3 separate regions of the Mus musculus genome follow, and all the other regions are linked to region 3. Evidence: chromatin contacts called from public Hi-C and HiChIP or PLAC-seq data. All regions are on one chromosome and are shown on one strand. Each heading gives the region's core, a stretch centred on a gene start, on an enhancer-like site or on the middle of the called end of the contact. The rest is flanking DNA. Distances are from core to core; before and after follow the strand shown. Region 1 overlaps Sema4d (sema domain, immunoglobulin domain (Ig), transmembrane domain (TM) and short cytoplasmic domain, (semaphorin) 4D). Region 2 overlaps Sema4d (sema domain, immunoglobulin domain (Ig), transmembrane domain (TM) and short cytoplasmic domain, (semaphorin) 4D). Region 3 holds the start of Secisbp2 (SECIS binding protein 2).

Evidence for each region. Hi-C and Micro-C count contacts between places; a contact is called where the count stands out from the background. HiChIP or PLAC-seq counts read pairs in DNA pulled down with a chosen protein or histone mark.
Region 1: a Hi-C map of Sertoli cells shows a contact between it and region 3, with 2.3 times the contacts expected there. The contact joins the enhancer-like site here to the promoter of Secisbp2 in region 3. A contact is called at or near these places in 10 of 39 promoter capture datasets (the C10 cell line, the HPC-7 cell line, HPC-7-derived erythroid cells and 6 more), 1 of 15 datasets of contacts at CTCF or cohesin (large pre-B cells), 35 of 484 Hi-C or Micro-C datasets (the 63-12 cell line, B cells, CD8 T cells and 24 more), 7 of 115 datasets of contacts at active chromatin or transcription factors (CD8 T cells, the HPC-7 cell line, bone marrow-derived dendritic cells and 2 more) and 4 of 9 other capture datasets (adipose tissue, embryonic stem cells, liver and 1 more).
Region 2: an H3K4me3 HiChIP or PLAC-seq map of the SCID.adh cell line shows a contact between it and region 3, with 18 read pairs. The contact joins the enhancer-like site here to the promoter of Secisbp2 in region 3. A contact is called at or near these places in 3 of 39 promoter capture datasets (the C10 cell line, hematopoietic stem and progenitor cells and neutrophils), 2 of 15 datasets of contacts at CTCF or cohesin (CD8 T cells and large pre-B cells), 5 of 484 Hi-C or Micro-C datasets (CD8 T cells, embryonic retina, natural killer cells and 1 more), 15 of 115 datasets of contacts at active chromatin or transcription factors (the 230-238 cell line, CD4 T cells, CD8 T cells and 9 more) and 3 of 9 other capture datasets (adipose tissue, liver and pancreatic islet).

Annotation. Positions count from the first base shown.
Region 1 is chr13:51,717,781-51,720,932 of GRCm38.p6, forward strand. It overlaps Sema4d (sema domain, immunoglobulin domain (Ig), transmembrane domain (TM) and short cytoplasmic domain, (semaphorin) 4D), which reads right to left. Exons shown (of 16, transcript NM_013660.5): 6 at 2,726-2,824. Among named protein-coding and RNA genes, the nearest start is that of Secisbp2, 68 kb to the left of the region's middle. Within about 2 kb of position 1,666, at least 4 of the 459 cell types and tissues checked have an H3K27ac peak or open chromatin away from gene starts, as enhancers often do. A contact at or near this core is called in Sertoli cells, where this site is marked.
Region 2 is chr13:51,761,883-51,765,102 of GRCm38.p6, forward strand. Sema4d (sema domain, immunoglobulin domain (Ig), transmembrane domain (TM) and short cytoplasmic domain, (semaphorin) 4D) reads right to left here. Exons shown (of 16, transcript NM_013660.5): 2 at 1,370-1,438. Among named protein-coding and RNA genes, the nearest start is that of Sema4d, 30 kb to the right of the region's middle. Within about 2 kb of position 1,324, at least 72 of the 459 cell types and tissues checked have an H3K27ac peak or open chromatin away from gene starts, as enhancers often do. A contact at or near this core is called in CD8 T cells, the SCID.adh cell line, pancreatic cancer cells and 2 more, where this site is marked.
Region 3 is chr13:51,650,348-51,653,556 of GRCm38.p6, forward strand. It overlaps Secisbp2 (SECIS binding protein 2), which reads left to right and starts at 1,361. Exons shown (of 17, transcript NM_029279.2): 1 at 1,361-1,473; 2 at 2,260-2,408. The coding sequence starts at 1,438. Cks2 (CDC28 protein kinase regulatory subunit 2) reads left to right here. Exons shown (of 3, transcript NM_025415.3): 3 at 1-315. The coding sequence ends at 42.

The DNA.
Region 1 (3,152 bases), core at 416-2,915, 68 kb after region 3:
CTGTGCTTCCTTATCTGCAATGATGAAACCAGTTGGCAGGAAAATGTCCCCATTCTTAGGAGAAATGCTTCTAAAGGCTATGGGATCCACGGACCGCACTTATCAAGTGTACACACACACACACACACACACACACACACACACACACACACACTAGAATTTTGGTTGTATCCCAGTACACAGTTAGTTTAGCCAGTCAAACCTGTGCAGTGGCCTCTCTCCTCAGACATCTATACAAATATTTAGTTTCTTAATTCTCTCTCTTTTTTTTTTCCTTTTGAGCTTGTAAGCTAGGCTGACCTCATACTCAGGAGCCTTCCCACCATACCTAGCTGCCTAAGAGAATTTCTAATGAGTCTGTTCTATCTAGTTATATCCCCAACTGAGGGGAGTTTGTGTGTGTGTATGTACGTATGGTGTATGTATGGTACATGTATGTGTGTGTATGTATGTATGGTGTATAGGCATGTGGTGAGTGTATTGTGGTCCTGGGGATCAAAACCAAACATCTCTTGCAATCTAGGTAAGCCTCTTGTGATGGTTTGTACATGCTCAGCCCAGGGAGTAGCACTATTAGAAGGTGTGGCCCTGTTGGAGTAGGTGTGTCACTGTGGGTATGGGCTATAAGACCCTCATCCTAGCTGCCTGGAAGCCAGTATTCTGCTAGCAGCCTTCAGATGAAGATGTAGAACTCTCAGCTCTGCCTGCACCAGGCACTGCCTGGCTGCCGCCATGTTCCTACCTTAATGATAATGGACTGAACCTCTGAACCTATAAGCCAGCCCCGATTAAATGTTGTCCTTTGTAAGCCTTGCATTGGTCATGGTGTCTGTTCACAGCAGTACAACCCTAACTAAGACAACTCTAACTGAACTCTTACTGGGAACAAGCTTTAAACTTCAGCTGGCTGAGTTTAGGTGAATGAGGCTCTTCATTTCAGAAGCCTCCCCCACCCGGGATTCCAGTCATCTGCAGCCGGCTGCAGCAGAGCAATGAACTACTCTCCTGCCTCCTGAGCTGCCCTGCCCTGCCCTGCATGGCATCACTCACCCCGTGCTCAGCAGACCAACCTTTCCTTGAACAGGCTAGCTACCTTTCCTTGAACACCTAGCCTCGTGGCCATCAGGTATACAATATAAGGCTTGGGAAGAGCCAAGGTTTTGGCATTTGGTGCAAAATTTGGATCTATGCCCAGCAGAGAAGAGAGGAAACCCATCTATTACGTTTTCATATTTGTTATCGTTTTATTTGTAAAATGTCACCCATGGGCTCATGGGTGTCTCTCCAGGTGGTGGATGTAGAAGTGAGACCTACCGTGAAAGCGGGTTTCTGGGGGTGCGCCTGGGTGTTTACAGGCCAGCATTACTTGTCCACAAGATGCCTTCTGTTTGGCTGAGGTGCCTTCGATAATCTTTTCCCCTTAAGCTACTTATTTTATCAAGTATTTGGTCACAGCAAGGGCTAAGTAAGTAAGTGACCTGTAATATACATCGTATTGGTAAGCTTTCTTGTGCTGTGTGAGCTCAAGGGGGAAAATGGTTCTGGCAGCAGGGTTTCCCCTCCTCCATTTCAGACCCAAGCATGTTTTCCCAGTGTCTTCCAAGGTCCCTGACTCTGTGACAGAGAGAAGAGCAAGCAACCCCAGAGTAAAAACACTGTGCCCTTGAGAAACACTGTGCCCTTGAGAAACACTGTGCCCTTGAGAGCATCTAGGGGGTGAACCATCTGCAGAAGAGCTTACTGTTATTTATCTCACAATACAGTGGCGGGGTGGGGGGGTTGGGGAGTGAGGGTGGGGATGGCGGGGGAGGTCAGCCATGGGATCTCAGCTACAGAGAGATGGCTCCAGCTGACTGCCTCAACTTCCCCAGTCAGTTCTTGATGGATGCCTGATGCTCCCAAGGCAACGGCATCTCTCTGCTGCCGTTTGTTCTTTTATTTAAAAGTCCCACCCAAATGGACATTCTTGCTCTGACTAGAACTCTGCTGGGAACCCCAGCCAGCTTCCTTAATCAGATTGCCCTGATTTCTGCTGGATGTTTTGCACATCCAATTTGATGTTTCAGTATCTAACACCGATCTCTCGGTATTTATTCTTTTTGGAAAGTACAGCTACCTCATGGCTACCATAGATCATCCCATGGACCTCACAGAACCCTCATCAGGAGGAACGGGGCAATTGTTGCTGTCAGAAATCCGACTGTATAGTTCTTAGTCCTTGCAGTTTGCAGAAAGAACAGGAGAGGCTGTGTACTGTCTGGTTTTGCATGTCAACTTGACACAAGCTGGAGTTATCACAGAGAAAGGAGCCTCCCTTGAGGAAATGCCTCCATGAGATCCAGCTGTAAGGCATTTTCTCAGTTAGTGATCAAGGGTGGGAGGGTCCATTGTGGGTGGTGCCATCCCTGGGATGGTAGTCTTGGTTCTATAAGAAAGCAAACTGAGCAAGCCAGGGGAAGCAAGCCAGTAAGCAGCATTCCTTCATGGCCTCTACATCAGCTCCTGCTTCCTGACCTGTTTAAGTTCCAGTCCTGACTTCCCTTGGTGATGAATAGCAATGTGGAAGTGTAAGCTGAGTAAACCCTTTCCTCCCCAGCTTGCTTCTTAGTCATGCATGATGTTTTGTGCAGGAATAGAAAGCCTGACTGAGACAGGCTGGCTCTGCTTTAGTCGCTAGCCAGGCTGGTACGTGAGCACTTCACACAGGGATATGTTGTGGTCTTACCAGGTGGTCACAGGTGGGCTGGAACGCATTGGTCCCACACACATAGAGGGAAGTGCTGCTTAGTGGCTGTAGTACTCGAATGTAGTTTAGGCATTCCGTCTGCAAGGGAAACACCCCATTAACAGGCACCCATCAAAGAACCCTTGTATCCACATGGTAAAGGCCAGTCATTTGCTGCCTTGTTCTCTCCTCTGCTCAGGTTTGGTCTGTCTATGCCCATAGAGGGGGCACACTGCACCATGAGCCAGGCTCTGCAACGGAAACTTTATCTCTGTGGTCCACATGCAGTGCAGGTGCCAGGCATGACTTTAGCTCTATCCCTAAGTAGATGGCCAGCCTGTATCTGGTGACCAAGCAAAGCAAAGACCAAACCAGAGCTGACCTCAAATTGTACTGGGGAGCCCACTACAGATGGCAATGTATTTAC
Region 2 (3,220 bases), core at 74-2,573, 110 kb after region 3:
AGGGCTCGACTATATCCATGATGTGAAAGCAGACGCTTGGACAAGCCTCCGAGCCACAAGCCCAAGTGCTGTGCTAACAGCCGGCCAACCCAACGAATGGGGCTTCCAGACAAGACTCAGACACTTGAGATATGGCGGGAGACAAAAGCCACGTTAAGAAAGCCCACTGAATGCAGGTGTGTTCCTATAAACCTTCAGTCAGAGCCTCTAGGCCCCTGCTGTGGAGGAAGATGTGGGGTTTGACTGGCTGCTCCGCATCCATGATTTGGTCAGCCAGGAAGTGGCAGGCACTTGGGGGACCTGGGATGGGGCAAGCAGTGACAGGAGACTCGAATTGGTAGGGAGGAGGTCACAGACAAAGCTGGAGACACTCCTGAGAAAATGGCTGGGGATGCTGCCTTCACCATATGGAGTTTCCTCCTCACACATGTCAAAAAGAGTACCAATACTCTCCGGGAGCTACTGAGACGGGATGGCATAGCTACTGCCCTTGCAACAGGGCCCATATACAACAGCCTGTTCACCAGTCCAGTCACACTAGTGTAGTGAGTGTCCATGAAGGGCTGGCATGTCATCTCCACAGACTTAAATACTCCATGGTCACACAGTAGCTGGGAGCACTGGAGAGAAGCAAGGAAGCTCTCTCGGGAGGGAGACAGGCTACCTTCAGAGACGCAGTGCATGCTCCTGAAATCCCAGGGGATTTTTTTAGGTGGAGCAGTATAAGGGTAGATAACTCATGCCAGGACTCAACCCCAGCTCCCTCCTGTCTTGCCCGGAAGCTGGTGCTGACTCAGGTGTTTTGATGGTAAATTTCCCTTGTCAACAGATGGGATTTAGAGTCCTACGGAAGCACGCACTGGTGGGTATGTCTGTGAGGATGTTTCCAGAGAGGTTCAACTGAGGCTGAAAGACCAGCCCTGAGTATGGGTTGTTCTATCCTGTGGGGTGGGGTTCCCGGCTGAATAAAGAGAAGGCCAGCTGAAGTGCAACATTGTTTCCCTCGGCTTCTGCACTGCAGATGTGGCCAGATCCGAGGTCTCAAGCTCCTGCTGTCCACCTGCCCCTGCAGGCTTTGTCCTAAACTGAGCCAGAATGAACCCTTCCCTCCTTCCTTAAGTTGCTGTTGTTGGGAATTCAACAGAAAAGTGAGCAATTCACCATCTCAATATGCTTTACCCAGAAGCATCTTGCTGGCAGCCATTCTCCCTCCATCCACGCGGAACCTTCAATGCCCCCATCCCTCACCCAGACAGGCTTTTCTAGGTTCTCTAATCGCACCACGGGGCCAGCTATAGACCAGACGGACTGCTGACTCATGGGGCCACCTCCCAAGGAATCTTCCTTGGCAGTGGATTTGGTTACTCACCTAGGGATCAGCACTGTCAGACATGTCGGTATTCAGGACTTGGCTGTGTTCCTGTGGTGTTACCAGGGTCTGAAACAAGAATTGGAAAGGGGGGATGAGCAGAACCCAAGTGAATCAGACACGCACACACTAACATATGCGCATGAGACTCAGGAACAGTACTGCCCAAGAGAGCAGTCTGCTGTCATGTGCGGCACATCAGCACATCTGCCAGGTGAACCACACAGGGCAACTGCCACCAAGAACAGGAAGGTGCTGGCAGTGTCTGCCCCGCCCTGACTTATTTTCTCAGAGCTAGCCAGGAAGCAGAGCAGCAGAGTGTCCCCAGCGCAAACTAGGAGAATCAGCGTGTGTGGAGTGGGGCAGGCTGTGAAAGATAACATTTTGAGGCTGGAGAAATGGCTCAGAGGTTAAGAGCACTGACTACTCTTCCAGAGGTCCTAAGGTCAATTCCCAGCATCCACATGGTGGCTCACAACCATCTGTAATGGCATCCGATGCCCTCTTCTGGTGTGTCTAAAGACAGTGACAGTGTACCCATAAACATTAAATAAATAAGCAAGTAAATAGATAAATACAAAATGGCATTTTAGGTCAAGGAGATGACTCAGTGAGTAAAGGTGCTTCCTCCCTCCCTCCCCACCCGCCCCCCCCCCCCATGACATTCTGAGTTTGATTCCTGGGACCCACAAATGGGAAGAGAAAACTGACTCTCACAAGCTGTCCTCTGACTTCCACATGCATGTTGTGATGCACAAACAAGGAAACATTTAAAAAAGCTTTAAAAAAGAATGACATTTTAGCACATTTCCAATGCATGCCCTGAACTAGAACCACACGTTAAGAAAGGCCAGTGTTAGCACACAGTCAACCATTTTAAGCAGAGGATAGGGAGGGATGAAACCAAGACTACTCGAACTTGTGGGCTTAAAAAAAAAGAAAAAAAATCAAAGCAGGAAAGGTTTTACTATGCAATACACAAAAGACACAGAAACAGCAGGCAGAAAATGCCAGGGCCACCTTTCATAAGGTCTCCTGGAACCTGCACAGCCCCTAACCAGAGCATAAAACTGTAGAGGGCAAATCAGAGATGTTGACAGTTTGGTGTCATTAACTACATGAGGAATAAACAAGGTGTCATTACCACTTCTAGGTGGACAGGGATCACCAGGGCCAGGGATGGGGATGGCCCAGAGACCTCCCAACACAGTCGGGAAGTTCCTGCCATATATCCTGCTACTGAAAGAGTACCTCCCAGATCCCTGTGTTGAAATTTGGCAGCCCTACTGTTCCAGTATTAAGAGGGTGACACTGAATCTCTGTATTCCTGCACTGCCGGTATTTGGAGGTGGGGCTTTTGCAAGGTAATTAGATGAGGTCATGAGGATTTGGCCTCCATGATAACATTAGTAGCTTTAAAGAAGAGGAAGAAACCCATGCCTCGAATGCTCGATCTGTCTCACTGTGTGATGCCCTTGCCATGATACCCAAACATCAAAAGATGCCCAATGGATGCTAGCACCCCACCTCTGGATATCCTAACTTCAAACTGTAAGCCGGATAAAGCACTCTTCTTCGTAAATTACCCAGTTAACACAACAGAAAATGACCAAGACCGCTTCCCACTCAGACACAAAAGATGTGTCAAAGGACATTCTCTGCATCACACCAAAGTCAGGAAAACAGCCTCCAGGACCAGCAGGTGACCAGAGCAAGTGACAGTTTATCCAAATGTCAGTATTCTAGGCAGCTGTAAGGAAGAAGGCAGTCACCCTGTGTGGACGTCGAGCAGCCCAAGAGAGAATTAGGGCTGGACATTGATGGCCAGACTGGGACTTTCTGAAGCTCCAG
Region 3 (3,209 bases), core at 111-2,610:
CTTCTCTTTAGACGACCTCTTCCAAAAGAACAACAAAAATGAAGTGCAGCTGGGATCATCTAATCTTTTTCAAATTTAATGTATATGTGTATATAAGGTAGTATTCAGTGAATACTTGAAAAGTGTACAAACCTTTCATCCATACCTGTGCATGCGCTGTATTCTTCACAGCAACAGAGCTCAGTCAAATGCAACTGCAAGTAGGGTTGTTTTAAGTTGTTCAAGATAGTTTCTTGTAGTTTTTTCTTAATATAAATGCCTGTTTTATTTTACCTGTTTTGTTAAATAAAGTTTGTATATTGCATTTATATCACCATTGTTGAAATTAATTTGACTTGATTATTTTTACCCCTGGGGAAAATAAACATACTTGAAAAAGAAATATAAGAAAATAAACATACTTGAAAAAGAAATATTAAGCTCCAAATGAGGATATTACAGCTTTATTGCCAGTTTACTTCCTAAATAACTTTGGATTCTGCAAGTGAACAGAAAAACCCACCGCTTGATAGTGTCCACAAGTCTACAAAAAGTCTAGTGGTTTCAGAGAAAAGTATCTTAAAAGTTCAGGTGCCACATTCGTGCATCTTGTGTGAACCAAGAAATTAAGCACACATCAGTGGATAGCCATAAAAAAAAGTATGAGTGGCCAGAAACAAGACTGTAGTTAGACATTAGCAGGGGTGATTTCTCATTGAACACAGTAAACACTACAGAGCCACAGCCTTCCATGTGTGGGATACACTAGACCTAACAGGGCTACTGACCATGAACTGGCACTGGTGTCTTGCTTGAAAAAAAGGGCTGGTGTTTAATTCTAACCCTACAGACTGACTCCAAGGCCTGTTTGCCAAATGCCCCCACATTGCAGGCGACCTTTTTCTGTCCTTCGACCTGTTTCTGTGCTCTTGGTTTCATTTTGGAGTTGTGTTTTGCGAGAGCTTCCTGTTGTCCAGGCCCCAGCAGAAGTCTCACATAGCTAAACATTTGACTCCTCTTAGTTCCAAGGTTCTTCATCTGCCTGCAGGCACCCGCCATGACATCCTACTAGAAACTCCACAGGAGCAGATGCTCCTGGAAGCTCACCACTGAGCAGGTCTGCCGGCCTCACTCTTACTAGGAGTCTCCCTCCTGCACTGCATCAGTGCGGGCGCCCAGAGCCTGGCCTCCCCTAGTGTCACATCACCAAGCCCGCCCCACGTAAGAGCTCAGCCGCGCCCTTCCTGGCCCACCACAAGCCACCCCCTAGAGCTGTCGCTGCCCCAGTCTTCCACGTGCGGCTCCGGAGGCCCGGGACGCCGAGCACTTCCGGCAGGGAAGGCCTCCGTCGCGCCTCGGTGACGTACGTCCTGGCGCCGCCGCGCAGGAAGGCGGAAACGCTGAGTCGTTGGTTAGGCGCGCCGCTAGCTTCACGGCGCGGGCTCTTCCGTGGCCGCCATGGCGTCGGAGCGGCCGCGGGAGCCGGACGGCGAGGTAAGGGGCGGGCTGCGGGTCTAGGCACACGCGCGGGGCCGCCGGGCCTGAGGTTCGGGGATGGGGGGCTTGACCACCCTCTCACGGTTCGGCCAGCGAAATGATAACACATAGGCTACCTACGGCCTCGGGCACCTCGCACCCGCGTCCGCGCCTGCCATGACCGCTAGATGGCGCGCCGGCCGTCCCAGAAATCCACTCTAAATTGGCCAAACGCGGTGATAAAAGTTGTCAGAATAACCCATACTCTGCGTTCCAAGGGCTCATGGCTGTGGGATGATTTTTCTCTCAGAGGTTCCGTGTGGTTTACTAACTACAGATGAAATATGTGGTGATTTTTGTTGAGAAGTTAGATGGCAATAAATGTCAGCGGTGTGTTTTACATAATAACTTTGAGCGTCCTTTGGGTATAGTTTAGCGACACTAGGTACAGGGTTCTTATATATCTCATGTATAAAGATGGAAGAGGTAAAAATAACTATCTTCAAGTTTAAATCCTCAGAAGCATTCCGAGTTGTGGTTCTTGTTATATAACAAGGTTGGGGTTTCCTTCGACTTTAATTCATTGTCCTTTTTTCACATGTAAGGTCCAGTAACCTTTTTTTTTTTTTTAATAATAAAAACATCAGGGAGATATTGTTGCCAAACACATTTTTGTCTTTGCACTGCACCTTTGTAATCACCAATGGGCCTATCAGAATGGCGCACCTTTCTTGTGGTTTGTATTTGATGGCATTTGGCGAATCTCAGGAGCGTTAAAGCCCATCCCCACCCTCTCATCCTCAGGATAGCATCAAGTTGTCAGCTGATGTCAAACCATTCGTCCCTAAGTTTGCTGGGCTCAACGTGGCGTGGTCAGAGTCCTCAGAGACACGTGTCTTCCCAGGCTGTGCGGCCACCTACTATCCATTTGTACAGGAACCACCAGCAGCTGAGTATGTATTTTCTCGATGCCTTGCCTCATGCAGAGGGTTTCTCTCCCAGAGGTAGTGATTAGAGCCTCACACACTGAAACATACATAACATCTTACAGGACGGCTTGCAGGTGAGGAAAGGAGGCTCTTCAACCAGCAAAGATTGGGCTCTGTAGCCTGACTAAATTCTGTGCAAAAACTTCATCCAGGAAGGGACCGACACTACGGAACTTAGAAAGTACAGTTGCAGGGTCATTTGTTTACAGTTGATACTGGTTCACGCGTGTAGGGACTGAGGATGCTGCTTTGCCATTTGTCAGGCCCTGGGCTTGATCTTCAGAGCTACCAAAGCAAGACAGAACCAAACAAATTCACATTTGTATTGGGAAAAGAAACGGCAAGAAGGAAGGGTAAATGGGAAAAGGACAGATGGATGAAGGATCAGATAGATAACATGCCAGGCTGGACAACTTAGCGAGACCCTGTCTCCAGTGACAGAGCTCCGTGGTGCAGCTCTTTCTGTCAAACACAAGGCCTCAGGGTCAATCCCCAGTCTACTGAATAATTACCAAGGTGCCCATCTTTTACGGCTCCTGGCCTCCGTGGTGTGCAGGATCCTCTTTGTACTCTGGCCTTCTGGGCAGCATAGTGCAGGATGTGAGGGGCTGAAAGGGCAGGACTGGAGGAAGACTGTGCAGGCTGTAGTGCAACTCCTCAGCCAAGGGAATGGCCTTTCGGCTGTTGTGTCTAGGTTGCTGAGACACTGTCAGGTACTAAACCAGCAGTCGGCTGCAAAACTGTGGGAGCATGCCCTTGCTGTGC